Linked DNA regions of Mus musculus: all the other regions are linked to region 1. A link is a contact called in public HiChIP or PLAC-seq data. All regions are on one chromosome and are shown on one strand. The core of a region is the stretch at or near the end of the contact, and the rest is flanking DNA. Distances in the headings are between cores, read along the strand shown. Region 1 holds the start of Dpf3 (D4, zinc and double PHD fingers, family 3). Region 2 overlaps Rgs6 (regulator of G-protein signaling 6). Region 3 holds the start of Papln (papilin, proteoglycan-like sulfated glycoprotein).

The links. HiChIP or PLAC-seq counts read pairs in DNA pulled down with a chosen protein or histone mark.
Region 2: an H3K4me3 HiChIP or PLAC-seq map of embryonic basal ganglia shows a contact between it and region 1, with 7 times the contacts expected there. The contact joins the enhancer-like site here to the promoter of Dpf3 in region 1. A contact is called at or near these places in 2 of 39 promoter capture datasets (both in embryonic stem cells), 1 of 15 datasets of contacts at CTCF or cohesin (large pre-B cells), 5 of 484 Hi-C or Micro-C datasets (the HL-1 cell line, bone marrow-derived dendritic cells, embryonic stem cells and 2 more), 15 of 115 datasets of contacts at active chromatin or transcription factors (craniofacial prominence, embryonic basal ganglia, embryonic forebrain and 10 more) and 3 of 9 other capture datasets (adipose tissue, liver and pancreatic islet).
Region 3: a contact with region 1 is called in an H3K4me3 HiChIP or PLAC-seq map of embryonic stem cells, with 4 times the contacts expected there. The contact joins the promoter of Papln here to the promoter of Dpf3 in region 1. A contact is called at or near these places in 1 of 15 datasets of contacts at CTCF or cohesin (embryonic stem cells), 2 of 484 Hi-C or Micro-C datasets (both in embryonic stem cells) and 1 of 115 datasets of contacts at active chromatin or transcription factors (embryonic stem cells).

What each region holds. Positions count from the first base shown.
Region 1 is chr12:83,485,767-83,490,927 of GRCm38.p6, forward strand. Dpf3 (D4, zinc and double PHD fingers, family 3) reads right to left here and starts at 1,970. Exons shown (of 11, transcript NM_001267625.1): 1 at 1,911-1,970. The coding sequence starts at 1,942.
Region 2 is chr12:83,042,287-83,047,447 of GRCm38.p6, forward strand. The region is part of intron 3 of Rgs6 (regulator of G-protein signaling 6); the gene reads left to right. Among named protein-coding and RNA genes, the nearest start is that of Gm31187, 38 kb to the right of the region's middle. Within about 2 kb of position 2,550, at least 39 of the 459 cell types and tissues checked have an H3K27ac peak or open chromatin away from gene starts, as enhancers often do. A contact at or near this core is called in embryonic basal ganglia, forebrain, neural progenitor cells and 2 more, where this site is marked.
Region 3 is chr12:83,761,018-83,766,178 of GRCm38.p6, forward strand. It overlaps Papln (papilin, proteoglycan-like sulfated glycoprotein), which reads left to right and starts at 2,617. Exons shown (of 27, transcript NM_130887.3): 1 at 2,617-2,699; 2 at 5,135-5,161. The coding sequence starts at 5,141.

The sequences.
Region 1 (5,161 bases), core at 720-3,219:
GTGGAAAAAAAAAAAAAAAGTGGAAAGATCTGGGGGACCCAGGAGTGTGGAGCTCCTGCGCGCGCCCGAGCGTAAGCCCGCTCCCGGGCATCAAGGATGCCGCTTTGCCAATGAAGAACCCTGTACACATAGCAAATAGATCTCTCCGACTTGAGTTTACCAAGCAGCATCAGCTCGGCTACGTGATTTCGGCTGGAAATGAGGAAATTGCAAATCAGCTGTGTGTGGGTTCTGGAGAAACTCCCAGCCCCAGCGGTGTGGCGGCGGGAGTCGGCGAGGAGCGGGGAAGTTACGCCCATTTCTTCTGCCATAAAACAATTTCTCTCTTCGGTGAGACGCTGTCGCGAGTGCAAAGTAGCTGAGCTTCCGAACGAGAACGGGAGCCAGGAACTCGCATCAAGCTCAGCCTCCGTCTTTACAGCAATATCTCATGGAAACTCCAAGATCTGGGACATCCCTGCCCTATTCCTGGTTGTTGGCTGGTGCAAACGCAGCGGGTTCTCCCTACGGGTTTCTTGGCACTAGGAATCCCACGCACACTCTCTCGCCGCCGCCCTGCTGCTCCCCAAAGCGAACGGTGTTTTCGACTCCCATAGCCAGGGACGCTGTAGCGCGCAGCTAAAAGAGCCAAGATCGACCACTGACACACACCGGGAAGAATTGGCACTAAACACCCACGCTCACCCTCCGACTCCCACTGGCTTTCATCAGGGCGGGGAAGTCCTAGTACACCGGGCACCCACTGGGTGCCCACGCCGCGCCGCGATTCCCAAGGATCCACCCTCTGCCAACATGCCTGCCAATAGCGCCCCTTGAGAGCCACACTAGTTTTCCGAGGCCACCCCCGGCTCCGCGATCACCCGCGGACTTGCGGCTTCATATTCAGTCCACCGACTGGAAGAAGGAAGGAAGGAAGGAAGGAAGGAAGGAAGGAAGGAAGGAAGGAAGACCGGCGGGCAGGCAGCTCCGATCGGGAACCGGCCCCCGCGAGTCCTTGCGCAGCCCGCCCCCCTGTGTCCGCTCAAAGTCTCCGGGAGGCACCTGCCCCTCGCTGTCGCCAGAGCCCTCCACCGCCGCCTCCACCGCCTCGGCTTTTCACCCAGAGCAGGCAAGCACACCATTTATAAGACCTGCAGTTTCCCTGCCTCCATATCAACCCCAAGTTAACCCGGATCGTTAATTTACTAGAGCCAGTTAGCCTACAAATACACAGACACACCGGCGACCGCCCGGAGCGCCTGCCTGATCCCCGGCTGCCGGAGTGGAAAAGCCCGGGGCAAGCACCTGGGCCCCAGGACTCCCGGGACCCGCCGCTCCGCGCGCTGTCCTCCCAACTCCGGAAGGTTTACACAAACTCCCTGCGAGAGCTCGGAAGGCAGAGCGAACGCCCTGCAAAACTCCGCAGCCGCTGCGGTCCGTCTGCCCGCCTGGGTGGACGAGCAGCGGGGCCGGGAAGGTTCGGGCTTGGAGTGCAGGGCTCAGCCGAGCGCACGACGCGGTCTCTGCCCCGCGCTCCGGCCAGGCTCAGCCAACCCCGCGCTCTGGCCAGCCTCAGCCAGCTCCGCGCGGCGCCGGGAGAGGCAGGGGACTCCGAGAACCGTGAAGACCCGGGCTGCTCACGACCCCCGCAGCTCCTGAGCCGGCGCCGCCGCTCTGTGTTCCCTCCCGGTCCCGGTCAGCCAATTAAGCAGAACACAAATGTAACAATTTTCTTTTTGTTAATTGCATCTCCTGACATTTCTGCGCGCTGGGAGGAAAAAAAAAGATGAAGAAGTAAGAGCAGGAAGAAAAGAGGAGCCCGGGCGCAGCGGGAGGTGTCTGCGAGAGCCGGGCGCCGGCTGCGCTCCACAAGGCGCCTTTTTTTCATATTGAAACCACGCGGAATATGTACATTTTTTAGTCTTACTTACGCTTTCAGGGGGTTGTGAATGACAGTCGCCATTTTGCTACAATGTAACAGAATATTGTCTGTCTCAGAGTTCTAAAGGTTCGCTCAGGGGAAGCGGCAGGCCAATCAGAGCACGGGATACCGGCCTACCGGCCAATCGGCGCGGCTGGTCGCCAAGTGGGCGGGGCCTGCGTGGTGGTAGTTATTAGGGGAGCTGTCAAAGCCCAGAGGTCACTCCCTTTTGTAGAGCCCGAGAGCGAGCAGGTCTTAAAGGGGCAGTACCGTGTTAGTAGCGCCCTTTTAGATTGGAACTCGTGGAGACAACATGGGAGAGCATTCTCGCTTAGTTGGAGTCCCTACTTTGCTAAATAACTGCAGAGTTTGCGCTCCTGGACAAGAATATTTACATAGTGCCAACAAAACCACTTAACCCCATTCATTAGCTCTGGGCTTTGTAAATCACGGTTTTTAACCCCCGAGCTCCTTGTACACCACCGTGTTGCAGTGCAAAAAGTTGGAAGGCTGCAGTTTCCTCCAAGAAATTACTACTCGTGTTCCACTGTTTGCTAATAATGTTCTGGGTTCCGCGGCTGTTCAATATTCTTGTTCCCGAAGTGTTTTCTTGATCTCAGCCACCTTCCCCGGGCGGTTTCTGAGAACTGGAGAGTCCAGGACAGCAACTCCCTTCCTCCTGGAATGTCTCAGTGTCAGGCTTGCGGACAGCCACGGCTTTTGTTACGTAATTCACGGGTGGTCACTCCGCGCGGTCCCCTACGACCACCGTTCTCCACTGTCAACGATTCACACTGATCTGACATGGCCAGCTTGGGAGCGAAGTGAGACCTGGCGCTTTTTAGGCAGAAGGTTGGGGAAATTTTGAGGCAACTTTAGGAAACGCAGCTAGGGAAGTCAGTAACTATGCAAAAATTGTTAGAGCCTGAGGTAGGTGTTGCCTGAGTCCCCTCTGGGAACGGCTCTGAGAATTCAGGCGTCACCTTTCTGGACTAAGATAGGAGGTGAAAAGAATTTGCAAGTGAATGTTCAGACGTGACTCCTGGCTTCCCCAGTATGCGGCTGCTCAGAATCTGATAAACCCCAGAAGAAACTGAGAGACTTCTGCGAACTCAGACTTCCACGGAGCACAGGGAGACTCGGAGTGGGCGAAAACTCATGAAATCACTTAGAGGGCACAGGCATCGTTAGCTTATAGAAGCCGGGCTATGGCCCCCTTGGCTGTTTAATCAGGTCAAATAGCTGGGGGCTGGGAAGTGAAAAGGAAACCGAGAGATGCTGAATTGCAGTTCACAATTCCACCTGCTCTCGCCTTTTACGACTCTCGATGAATAAAGTAAAATACAATTACAAAGCAGTCCAGAACTTTCAGATTCCAGCTCCATTCACTATTAGAGTTACAGATAAGCCCAGCAAAGCTGAGTGAGTCTGTGCGTGCAGACTGGAAATATTTAACTCTTTGTTTGCCTAGTAGGGTGATGTTCTCCCACCCTCTCTTCTCGTTACAGAGTCTCATGTTGAGAAAACTGGCATTAATGAATTCTAAACAGAACCAGGTACAATGGTGCTCCCTTAAAGTTCAAAACCAGCCTGAACTACATATGGATACCCACCCCCCAACATGGAAACCCAGTCTCATCTCCCTGTCTCCCCACGCCCCCCCCCCAAATCGTATTGCCTTGGCTTTTGTACTTCATGGAATGTCATTTTAACTGTCAATACAATTCTGACTTTATAGTCACTTTTATCACTTCTGAGAAATATAGAGGTATTATTAACTTTGGGTTTTGTATCATAGATTAAAAGGACACAGATTTGGACCAAAATCTTCAAAAGCAAGGGACTTAAGAGTAAACATGCTTAAAGGAGACAGGAGCCTGGACCAGAATTAAAGTCTGGTGTTCAGCAGTGCTGTACAATAGTAATATAGACTCTGAAACCCATCTGTCTGCCCACCATTTGCCAGCTGGTGACATAAAGAATATAGGGAATCCCGAGAAGATGACAACAATGGGATAGAAATAATTCTCTTACTTCTGAAACGCATTGATTAGAGCAAACGAACAACATTGATAGCAATGTTTCCATGATTTAACTCCATAAACCTAAACCCTTCTTACTGGTTGTGATATCAAAACTTTTTTTTTAATCACACTTGGAGGGCTGGAGAGATGGTGTAATGGTTAAGAGCACACGTTGGTCCTTATGAGGACCTAGGGCAACCCCCAGCACCTGCATGGTGGCCCACAGCCTTCTAACAAGAGTTCCAGGGAAGATCTGATGCCCTCTCCTGGACAATGCAGACACCACGGGCATGCACATGGTACACAGACATACAAAACACTCATACACATAAAATTAAACTAATCACAAGTCAAAGGGCTAGCTCAGGGACTCAGAGCCTACCAAATACATATCTGCCTTTGGGTTCAGTCTCTGACAGCCCAAGGGAAAAAGGGAAAGGATGGTGATAAAGGGAAGAGAGGGAGGGAGGGAGGGAGGGAGGGAGGGAGGGAGGGAGGGAGGAAGAGAGGGAGGGAGGGAGGGAGGGAGGGAGGGAGGGAGGGAGACACAATCCCATTTCTAAAGCTCTATTGGTTCATGCATGGATATGAACCCCATCGTTTCTGCCTTAGTCTAGGTGGCTAAGCAGGCTATTTGGGATGCAGAAGGGAACCAGAATAATGACATCTCCATCTCCCCCAGGTAGCAGTGAGCATTGGAGTCCAACCAGAGCATCCTGAGCCCAGGTGACTATTGAACATTTGATAAGTGGTCATTCTAACTGAGATGTGTCAAATATACACACGATCTCATAGGCTTAGCACCAAAAAGGGAATGTAAATTAGCTCATGAGTTTGGCTCTAGTAGAGAAGGCCACACATACCCTTGCTCTCAAACCCCTCCCTCTTTCTGAATGTCTCTCTTCCTCCCAATCCTCCTGCCTATATTAACATATCCCTTTTTTAAAGATAGGGTGTCATGTTGTACCCCTGGCTGCCTCATGAATACTGGAATTAAAGGCATGCATTACGCCCAGTCTTACACTGAATTATTTTATATTGATCACATATAGAAATTATATTTGGGGTTTCCTAGATTAAATAAAATGTTAGTAAAACTATTTTCACGATTTCTTTTTACCTTTTAAAAATGTGTTTAGTAAGCAGGGCGTAGTGGCACACCCCTTTAATCCCAGCAATCGGGAGGCAGAGGCAGGAGGATTTCTGAGTTTGAGGCCAGCCTGGTCCACAAAGTGAG
Region 2 (5,161 bases), core at 1,300-3,799, 440 kb before region 1:
TGTAGAACAGGCTAGTCTTGAATTCACAGATTTGCCTGCCTCTGCCCCTGCTAGGATTAAAGGTGTGTACCACCATACTTAGCAAGAGGCTACTTCTTGCCTCTCCACTATTGAAAATAAAAAGTATTTCTTTGTAAAGCATATAGAATGTTCTGTGAGCTTAAAATAGTTCAGAAATGAATAGTTTGATAACTCTCCTTTGTCCAAGATAGCCTAAAGTTAACACATTATTTCCAGAACTGTTCTTTTTCATGTCTGTATGTGCTTATATATGTGTGTGATTAATAAAATAGGAATTTTTCTGCTGTAAAGAATATCATTTCACCCTATATATTTGTACTGGCTAGTTTTGTGTGTCAACTTGACACAGGCTGGAGTTATCACAGAGAAAGGAGCTTCCGTTGAGGAAATGCCTCCATGACATCCAGCTGTGGAGCATTTTCTCTGTTGGTGATCAAGGAAGGAGGCCCCACTGTGGTTGGGACCATCCCTGGGCTGGTAGTCTTGGGTTCTATAAGAGAGCAAGCTGAGCAAGCCAGGGGAAGAAAGCCAGTAAGAAACATCCCTCCATGGCCTCTGCATCAGCTCCTGCTTCCTGACCTGCTTGAGTTCCAGTCCTGACTTCCTTTAGTGATAAACAGCAAGGTGGAAGTGTAAGCTGAATAAACCATTTCCTCCACAACTTGCTTCTTGGTCATGATGTGTGTGCAGGAATAGAAACCCTGGCTAGGACAGTATTCTTGGTTGATGTGGTATTTTCCAATCAGAATAGTAGTTCAATAAATATTTATTGCATGAATGAGTCATGGTTTACTTCCTTTCTTGTTAGAAGAATTTTATACTGATGCCCTTTCAATAAATATGTTTATATGTAAAAGATACAGTAGAAAGGCATACTACAGCACACATGAAGCACAGCATGTAACTGCTGGTCATAAACATATTCTTACATACAGGGATACAGTACGCAAGCAGTGGAAGGTTCTTGAGTACTCTGGTGTAATGCATATTCCTGTATTGTGAGTTGTTAAATTACTTTTAGTGGTGCTGGAGTGATGGCTCAGTTGCTAAGGTGTTTGTCACACAAGTGTGAGACATGAGTTCAGATCTCTAGAACCCACTTAAAGCTGGGTATGACCATGAGCCTATAATTCCTGTACTGGGAAAACAGACATAGGTAGATTCCTGTAGCTCACTGGACAGACAGACAGACAGACAGCGTAGCTGAGTAGATGAGCTCCAGATTCAATAAGAAACCTTACTTTTCAGGAGGCAGAAGAAGACGAATCTCCAAGTTTGAGGTCAGCCTGGTCTACAGAGTGAGTTCCAGGACAGCCAGGGCTACACAGAGAAATCCTGTCTCAGAGAGAGAGACAGAGACAGAAACAGAGACAGAGAGAGAGAGAGGCCCTGTCTCAAGAATGACGTAAAGAGTAGCTGAAGGAGGTGTGTGCATTCATCTCTGACATACAAATGCATGTGTAAAATACTTGTACACGCACCCACATAGCATGTACATAACACAGAAAGAGAGAGAGAGAGAGATGCAATTGGCCTCAGGAAGACAGCTTCTAGGTCAGTGTCTTGGGCTCTAGGGAACAGAGTAACTCCGCTGTGTGTGTTACACTGTGCCGTGTTATCAGTCTGTAAGTCCCTGCAGGGCGTCTTACAAAGGTAAGCTCTAAAAACCAACAGTGGAAACAGAAGGCAGCAGTTATTTTCCGATGAAACAGAAATGAATCTTCTTCAAATTCTTTTGTGGAGAGAAAGGAAAGGACAGTCGCTGGAGTTGGTGGAGAGAGAGGAAAAATTAAAAGCAAATGCTTGCTCCCGTTGCTGTGTGGACTGTTCCCATCTGGCTATAACATGCCTAGTTGGAGCACTTTCATAATATTATGACATATTTGCCTTTCCTGCTTATTGTGGGGCTGAACCACAGTGGTTCATTTCCAGCCCCAAAGCTGGGGTAGGCCATTTGTGGATCAGTCAGTCCTTAGAAGCAGGAAATAGCACTCCTAAAAAGCAGTGAGGGGGAAGCGGACCCATCCCTAAGCATCCTCCAGCATGCTTGCCGCAGGCCACAGAATGGTACCCACTGTGTGTGAGAGACAGTGACGGAACAGCAGATAAAGTATCCTTACCCAGGATAGCCAAGAATAGCAGCTTAATCCCCACATGGCAACTGCCAGTGTCACTATACCAGGACACAAAACCCAGCTCTGTGGTCCCCAAAGTGTTAGTGGGAGGAGAAAAGTGCTTAATTGCTATCCTTTAGCTCAGTGAAGGTGACCAGGGTTTGGTAGAGCCAGAGAAAAATTGGACCAGAAACTGAGTGCCAAAGAGGGTTAGAAATCCAGACAATGGGCCTGGGGCCTGGGGAGGGTGGGTAGGAGAGCAGGGAAGGAGTTTCAATGTGAATGAATACTAATTAGTGACATGGATATTAATGATGACAGTAATTAACAGGGGAAAGGAAGGGCTGTCATTGTCCCAGAGTGAGCAATCAATCTTGGCAGGTGATAAATAATGGCTGAGCAAGCTCAGCGGAAAGATAATCCACAGGCCCCGGGGAGAGTCGGAGTGATCCTGGAAGCCTCTCGGTTTCCAGGCAACCCACAGAAAAGAACTATTTTTCTTTAAGGAAAAAAAAAAAAAAAAGAACAGGTTAGTGTCTCTCCCCCACCCCCAGTTTGGGATTACAGTTCTTAGCTGATGTCTGTTTTGTTCTGCATTTCCTAGAACAAATAACAGAACTTCTGCGATGTGGGGGGAAAATGAGCATGCGCACACACGTACCCACGGAGGTACAAGTGAACGCCCTCTCAAAGGATGGGAACGGATTGAAGTGTTTTTACATCCAGTTTCGGCTCATAGATGTGGTCCGGAAGCTCGGGTGGGAAGCTTCCTAGTCTTGCCTTAGAGGCTGACATGTGAGGAAATGGAATTGTCAATGAGGGCTGACCCCAGGCAAAGCCCATGAGGACAAGGGTAAAGCCCTGGCAGCGCCAAGGCACTGGCATTGAGCCACACAGAAATCAGACACCAAAGGTCCAGGCTGTCCCGCCATCAGAGATCTCACTTCTAGTCTAATGATCAAATGTCTGAAATTTTTGATTCTCAAAAAAAGAGTGTCTCAGTAAATTCCTCTGTTGGATCTCATTCACCTGTCTGGGAAGCTAGCCAGGCAGCGATTAGCCTGCTAATCTAATCTACCCTCCCCTGCCTGCTTTCCCTCACACACACACACACACACACACACACACACACACACACACACACACACACACACACCAGGGTTTCAGACCTGCTCTCGACTCAGATCTGGAAATATTGTTCCTTTGAACCCATTTTCTATCAAAGTATGATAAAGCCATGTTTAGAGGTCTGTGTAAAATGAAATCTTCGGGTGACATGGTGGGTAGATCAGATATTTGGAATCTTGCAGATATTGGGTTCCTGCATGCCTGTGATGTACCTGGAGGCCTGGATCCTAAAATCCTGACTATAGAGGCAAACGAATGAGAACCAACACAGAGATATCAGTACCCAAAAGCTGGGTCAGGTGGGGCTGTGTGTACTCTGATGGAGCTGCACTGACCACCCTGGCGACCCAGATCCTCTCTCTCTCTGTGTTTGTTACGTATCGCCCAGGGAGCAGTGATAGCTAGTCTCGGTAAGAGATCTCTGTAAGGGACTGTCTCCATCTGTAAACTCCTAAGAAAGGAAGTTTAGACCTGGACCGCCCCCTCCCCACAAAGAAGACTTTGCTGTGCTTCTGAGCCTCGTCAGGAAGAAGGCTTTCCCAGCTCCACAGAATTGAGCTACTGGGGACCTTGGCACATCAATAATACACACTCCCTCAGGGATTCCCCTGCTCTCTACACACTCCTGTGTGAGCTAAGCTGCTCTTGGTTCTAGGTGCATCTTTTTAAAGGAAGATAGTAAAAGGGAGTTTGTTCAGGGACTGTGGCCCATGGCAAGGGGCTCCAGACCAAACCATGGGATGAATGCAGGTCTGCCACACTGGAACACTGATGACTGATCGGAGGACTGACCAAAATCTGACAGGATGGTCTCAGAGTAATGAGGTCTGGGTTCAGGTTCACTGTTCTGTCACCAGAAGACAAAACCAAGAGGAAGAATTTCTGTTCAAGCGTGACTTACCCTAGAGCACACTGCCGGGCAGGGAGTTCGTGAGTCCCTAAGAACTGGGCTTATTCCAAACACAGATAATGCCTCTCACGAGGACCCCAAAGAGTCCTACATTTTCATGGTGAGATCCACGACCCCATCCATACTGTGTGTCTGTTTCACTCAGTCTCCCAGAGAACTAAGGGAAGGGTCTGGGAGGTGTGCATGGCCCACACAGGAGTTTTCACAGGCCAGATCAGGACGTGGTATAGGTCATTCTACCCACGCCTATAATTAGTATAGTAGGTTCACAGCCTTCTTCAGGGGTGGGGGTTGGATATGTAAGGTAGCTGGGGCCCGAAGCAAAATGGAGACGCTGCGAGTGAAGACTCCGAAGTGTCTACTGCAGACCCAGAGGCATGTTGATTCAGAATGGACTCACAGCTGAAATGAATGGGTTTTTCAAGAACCTTGAAGTCTCCTGAGCTGGTTAGCCCTTGTCGGTAGGCATGATGCCAAGGACGAAATGTTCTGGGAGCAGGCATACTCAGGTCTTGCCAGCCTGTCTTGGGGAAACCACTGAAATCCATGTCCTCAGTAAGTTTCTGACGGATGCTCCCTAGAAATGCAGATAAAACTGAGACCTCAGAAGTGAATTTGGATTTTTCGTTTTGGTTTGTTTGGTTGGTTTGATCGGTAGGTTTTTATTTTTTCTTCCTTTCTTTTTCCTGTTTGTTTTTCTTCCTTTCTTGTAAAAAGATTGGAATATAGGGAGTGCAGCTCAACTGGTTGCCTAGAATGCATGAAGCCCTGTGTTTGAGCCCCAGGACTGTAGAAACTAGGCACGGTGGTGCAAGACTGGGATCTCAGCATCCTCGTCTGTATAGAAAATTCAAGGCCAGCCTGGGATGCACCAAAGCCTTGTCCATTAAAGAAGGAAGAAAAGGAGGGATAACAATGATTGCATCATAACCGTGGAAATGTTCCAGTGGATAGGAAAGGCTGGGTACCATGGGAAAGTATCAATACT
Region 3 (5,161 bases), core at 1,367-3,866, 280 kb after region 1:
CTCAGACCTTGGTCACATGTTAGAATCACCTATGTAGTTCTGGGTGTGAAGGGCTTCCGGGTCATGGAGTGCAGCCGAAGCTTGGCACTGGTAGAGACTGGGAGAAGCCATTGGTGAGAATGCAGCCTCTGTAGCAGTTGAAGCCCTAGGATTGAAGGGGCCATTCAGAGTTGAGGCTTGGCATCATGAAGAGAACCCATGAGAGGCTAATGGTGAAAGTGCAGCCCAGTTGCAGCAGAAGACTGGGCATTGTGGGACCCCAGTGCCACAAGCAACTGCCAAGGACAGGAGCAGGTATGGAGCGGAGCCAGCCTGAGCCACGGAGACAAGCTGTGACATGGCAAGCCCTTTGGAGGACCCCAGAAGAGTCAGACACTGGGGCTTATTTACACTGTTGGGAGTTAGTTTTACTTTGTTAAGGTTGTGGCTGTACCCTGGATCTTCCCTCTTGGAATAAGACAGTATATAATTTTTAATTTTTTACTTTACTGGAGCCCACTGTTGACACACTTTGAACTTTTAAAGAGATTTTGGAGTTTTACTTTGACTTTGGACTTTGAAAGAGACTTGCACCACCATGTCCAATAGGAAACATATATTCATTTTCTTAGTAATTGACTGGGGGTGGGGGTGAGGCAGCTTATTCTATGTGGTGCCACTCCTGGGCAGGTGGTCCTGGATTCTATAAGAAAGTAGGCAGAGCAAGCCATGGGGAGTGAGCCAGTAAGCAGCACCCCTCCATGGCCTCTCTATCAGCTCCTATCTCCAGGTTCCTGCCCTGCTTGAGTTCCTGGCTTTTCTTTCCACACTGATGTGGAAATGTAAGCCAAATAAACCCTTTCCTGCTGGATGGTGGCTCACACCTTTAATCCCAGCACTCCAGAGGCTAAGGCAGGAGGAGGATCTCTTATTTTGAGGCCAGCATGGTTTACAGAGCGAGTTTCAGGACAACAGCGAGTTTCAGGACAACAAGGGCTACACAGAGAAACCCTGTCTCGAAAAACCAATAAATAATAAATCCTTTTGTCTCTGACTTGCTTTTGGTCATGGTGTTTCATCACAGCAATAGTAGCCCCGTCTAAGACAAGTAGTTTTTGTTTTTTGTTTTTTTTTTAAAGAAAGAATCCGGATCTGGACTGGGGTTCAGTCAGTTGGTTAGAATGTGTGTCCAGCATGCATGGAGCCCTGGCTTTGACGTCTAGGACTACATGAGCTGGGCATAGGATCTATAACCGCGGCACTCAGGAAATCATCCTATGCTGCACACGGAGGCCAGCCTAGGCTCCGAGAGATGCTGCCCTGAGGCAGAACAAAAGGGTCCAAGTCCAGGCATCTGAAAAGGAGCCCTCAAACCAAAACCATCAGAAAAGGTTGCTTCGTAGCTGCCCCAGCCTTCTGCAGTAGGAGAAACCTTTTCCTGCCGTTTTTTTTTTTAACAAGGACCTTTGACCTAGTTCAGGAAGGTCGGAGATGGAGGCGGGGGTGGGGGGGGTGGTGGTGGTGCGGTGTGTGTGTGTGTCGATTGTGAGTGAAGAAACATTTTCCTTTTCTAGGGAGGTTCTAAGTCACATCACTCCCTTTGCTGCCAAGTTCATCTTTATCCAAGAATCCCCGTGTTCCTGGGCCCTGAAACCAGGTCTCTGTCCCCTCCTGCACTGGGAAATATAAAGAGCTTCCTGCTTCCCTCAGTGCAAACACCAACCCAACTCTGAAGGAGGCAGAAAAGCCAGAGAAGTGACAGGGTCAGGGTCAGCAAGGAGCCCCGCTTCTTTCTGTGACCTCCACAGGCCCGGGGCCAAGGCCCTTTTCTAGGGATGAATAAACTCTGTTTTCTGAAAAGGAATGTTTGGCAAGGAAATGTCTTGATTTGTGTGTGTGTGGAGGGGGGGGGTACTGTGGTGGTGGTGGTGTAAAAGCAGGAAGGAAATTAAATTTGCCACAAGTGGAAGTGGTAAGAGCCTATAGCTCTGATGCTAGCTGGTGCCCAGGGCTGTGGCTACAGTGGTTACCCAGCCTCAACTCACAGCCGATCTACACAGATTTTTACTGCCATGCTCCATTGGAATTGCAGCCGCTAGGATCAGGATGGAGTGAGTGGAGAGGCTTCAAAAGCGGGAAAGGGATGAGGTAAATTCATAGTGATGGGGAATCTCTCTCTCTCTCTCTCTCTCTCTCTCTCTCTCTCTCTCTCTCTCTCCTGTCTGTCTGTCTGTCTGTCTGTCTGTCTGTCTGTCTGTCTGTGAATGTGAACTGATTGTAGCCAAAGTATAAAATTCAGAAGGTGGTTGGACACCCAGGTGTGTCGGTGCGAGATTGGTGTAGCGAGGAGGGGTTTTGACAAAGACCTGGAGAGCTTGGGGCACCGGAAGTGGGACTGAAAAGGTGGCTGGCTCAGACCCAAGACCCAGAGCCCACAGGTTTTAAGAATAAGCAAAGCCTTGGCAGGAACCCAAAAGGAGGAGGCATGGGGCAATGCTGGGTACCCGGGGCCTCTCGGTGGGGGCACCGTGCTCCTTCAGGGATTGGAGGTGGGTGTCAGCCGACTGGGTGGGGGAAGATGGGGCGGGGAGGAAACCAGCCAGCCGCGGGGAAAGAAAGTCCAACCTCCCCTCCCCTGGCTTTCGTAGTCGGTGCTGGAGAAGTTGACAGTTGACCCAGGCTGGGCACCGATAAGGCGGCTCCAGGGCTTCAAGAGACAGGTAGGAAGGCAAGCGGGCGCCTTGGGCAGGGCACGCCCCGGGCATCTGAAGGCCTCTGCCCCGCCTGGCTCCTGTAGGTAGTGGTTGGCGTGGAAGTGAGAGACCATGGGAGATCTGGCTGTGAGGTGGCTGCGTGAGCACTGAGGAGGGTCTCAGCTCTACATCTGGAGCCCGGGGTGGGGAGTGGCGGGTAATCGGGTCCCCGCAGTCCAGCTGCTCTTCTCCTGGAACAGCATACCCCCCCCCCCGCCCCCGCCTCCTCTGTACTGCCCGGGTGAAGCCTGCAGAGCCAGCGCACTTCCTGGCGATGTTCCAGGCCACAGCCAGCACCTGCCAGGCACCCAGGGCCCCCGTAGGAACCGCGCCTCAGTGCCCCTGGGGTCACAGGGCACCAGCCCAGGTCAGGTTTGGAAGAGTCATCCTGACCCGCACGGGTGGCCTTAGGTTGAAGGAAGGAACATTATCAAGCTTTCCGGACTTTGGAATCGCAGACACACTAGGTCGCAGGTCTGGGCAGCGCCTGCAGTAGTGACTGGAGCTCTTGAGTTCTTCAGTCTCCCTCTGGTCACGTTCATCATTCAGGCTAGTCCGCCCGCCCGCCTCCCAGTCCCGTCATCAGTCAGTCCTTGATCTCTGCTGCCCCCAGCATCCCCACATCTCAAGTGCGCACTAGACCCCCTTCCAACCTTCTCCCCAGCAGTCTGTGATTAGAATGACTTGCTGACTGTGACAAATTAGCCAGGGCTTACATCCATGCGTATGCTGGTGTAAACTTTGCTGAACGTGGCTTTTGAACGCGATATTTCATACCTATAAAACGACTGCAAGTTGTTTTATTGTAAAAAGAATTCAGAACATCAGTTAGAATTACAGATTTTAACATTAACATACCTGTCAGCGCTTGTTTAATGTCCTGTACTGAACTGCACACTGCTTACGTGTCTCTGATACAGAAACATGTGCACACACGCGAGCACACCCCGCACTATGCAGACACCTAATGTGCGCATGCTCATAAGAGTGCTATGCCCGCACATGTGCACACCCTACACACAACTCTGGGTTCAAGCGGGCGTACTCTCCTTGTGAAGACTGAAGGAGGTGATCCTGTGCAGGCAAGGGTTGGCTTTTTGGTTTTAAAACAGGAAGAGAGAGAGAGAGAGAGAGAGAGAGAGAGAGAGAGAGAGAGAGAGAGAGAACATGGATGGGTGCTGAGGGGTCTCGGCATAGTTAAGCATGTACCCCAAGATTTGCACTTAGATTTTAAAAGCAGTTGAATTTGGGCTGAGCCTTTTTGTCCAGACTGGCCTTGAACTCCTGGGCTCTAGTGGTATTGTAGTGAATGGGTATCCAGCATCTCAGTAGCTGGGACTATTTTTGGGTAGTGGGGGGCTGGGAAGATGGCTCTGTCAGTGAACTGTTTGCTGTGCAAGCATTCAGACCTGCAGCAAGCTCTGTAACCCCAGCCCTGGGTGGGAGGAGAGAGGAGGCGGATCCCTCCTACCTAATTGGCCAGCCAGCCTAGTAGAAAAAGCAGAGCTATGGGTTCAAAGACATTGTCTCAAAAAGTAAGGGAGCCGAGCAGCTGTGGAGGACACCAGTGATCAACCCTGGTCTTCACACCCACGCAACACCACACACTCACACTCACACCACACATGCGCGCGCATACACACACACACCACTTAATTTGAGTAATGAAAACCTGTCTGCAAATCTATTTTTATTAGTTGTCTTTAAAGGGAATGAAACGGCCTTTTAAATTCTTTTGTTTTTGTTTTTGTTTTTCAAGACAGGGTTTCTCTGTGTAGCCTTGGCTGTTTGTATACCAGGCTGGCCTCGAACTCAGAAATCCACCTGCCTCTGCCTCCCAAGTGCTGGGATTAAAGGCTGGCCTTTTAAATTCTTTTTTTTTTTTTTTTTAAAAAGATTTATTTATTTATTTATTTATTTATTATATGTAAGTACACTGTAGCTGTCTTCAGACACCCCAGAAGAGGGTATCAGATTTCGTTACGGATGGTTGTGAGCCACCATGTGGTTGCTGGGATTTGAACTCGGGACCTTCGGAAGAGCAGTCGGCGCTCTTAACCACTGAGCCATCTCGCCAGCCCAGCCTTTTAAATTCTTACTGAGCTGAACAGTCAGGTTACTTTGATTGCAGACTCAGTTCTGTAACAGCATAGCAGGGTTTTCAGTGACTCTTCTGCCCCCTGGAACTCCCAAACAAATTCTTCCTGGGCTTCTGTCTGCTGTCAAACAGGCCTCTTCCTCCTGAGTGAGTGGCATGGCGTGTAGTTTAGTGACCACGGTGGCGCTCCCAGCAAGCCCAGTGGGAGGAACATGTGACACACATAGCAAGACTATGCGACTCACCCACCACTCTGGGTAGCTGTGATGTCCCCTCTGGCTCTAACCAGTGGCTTCTCCTGCAGGCAGAGATGCAGCTGTTCCCTCTCCTG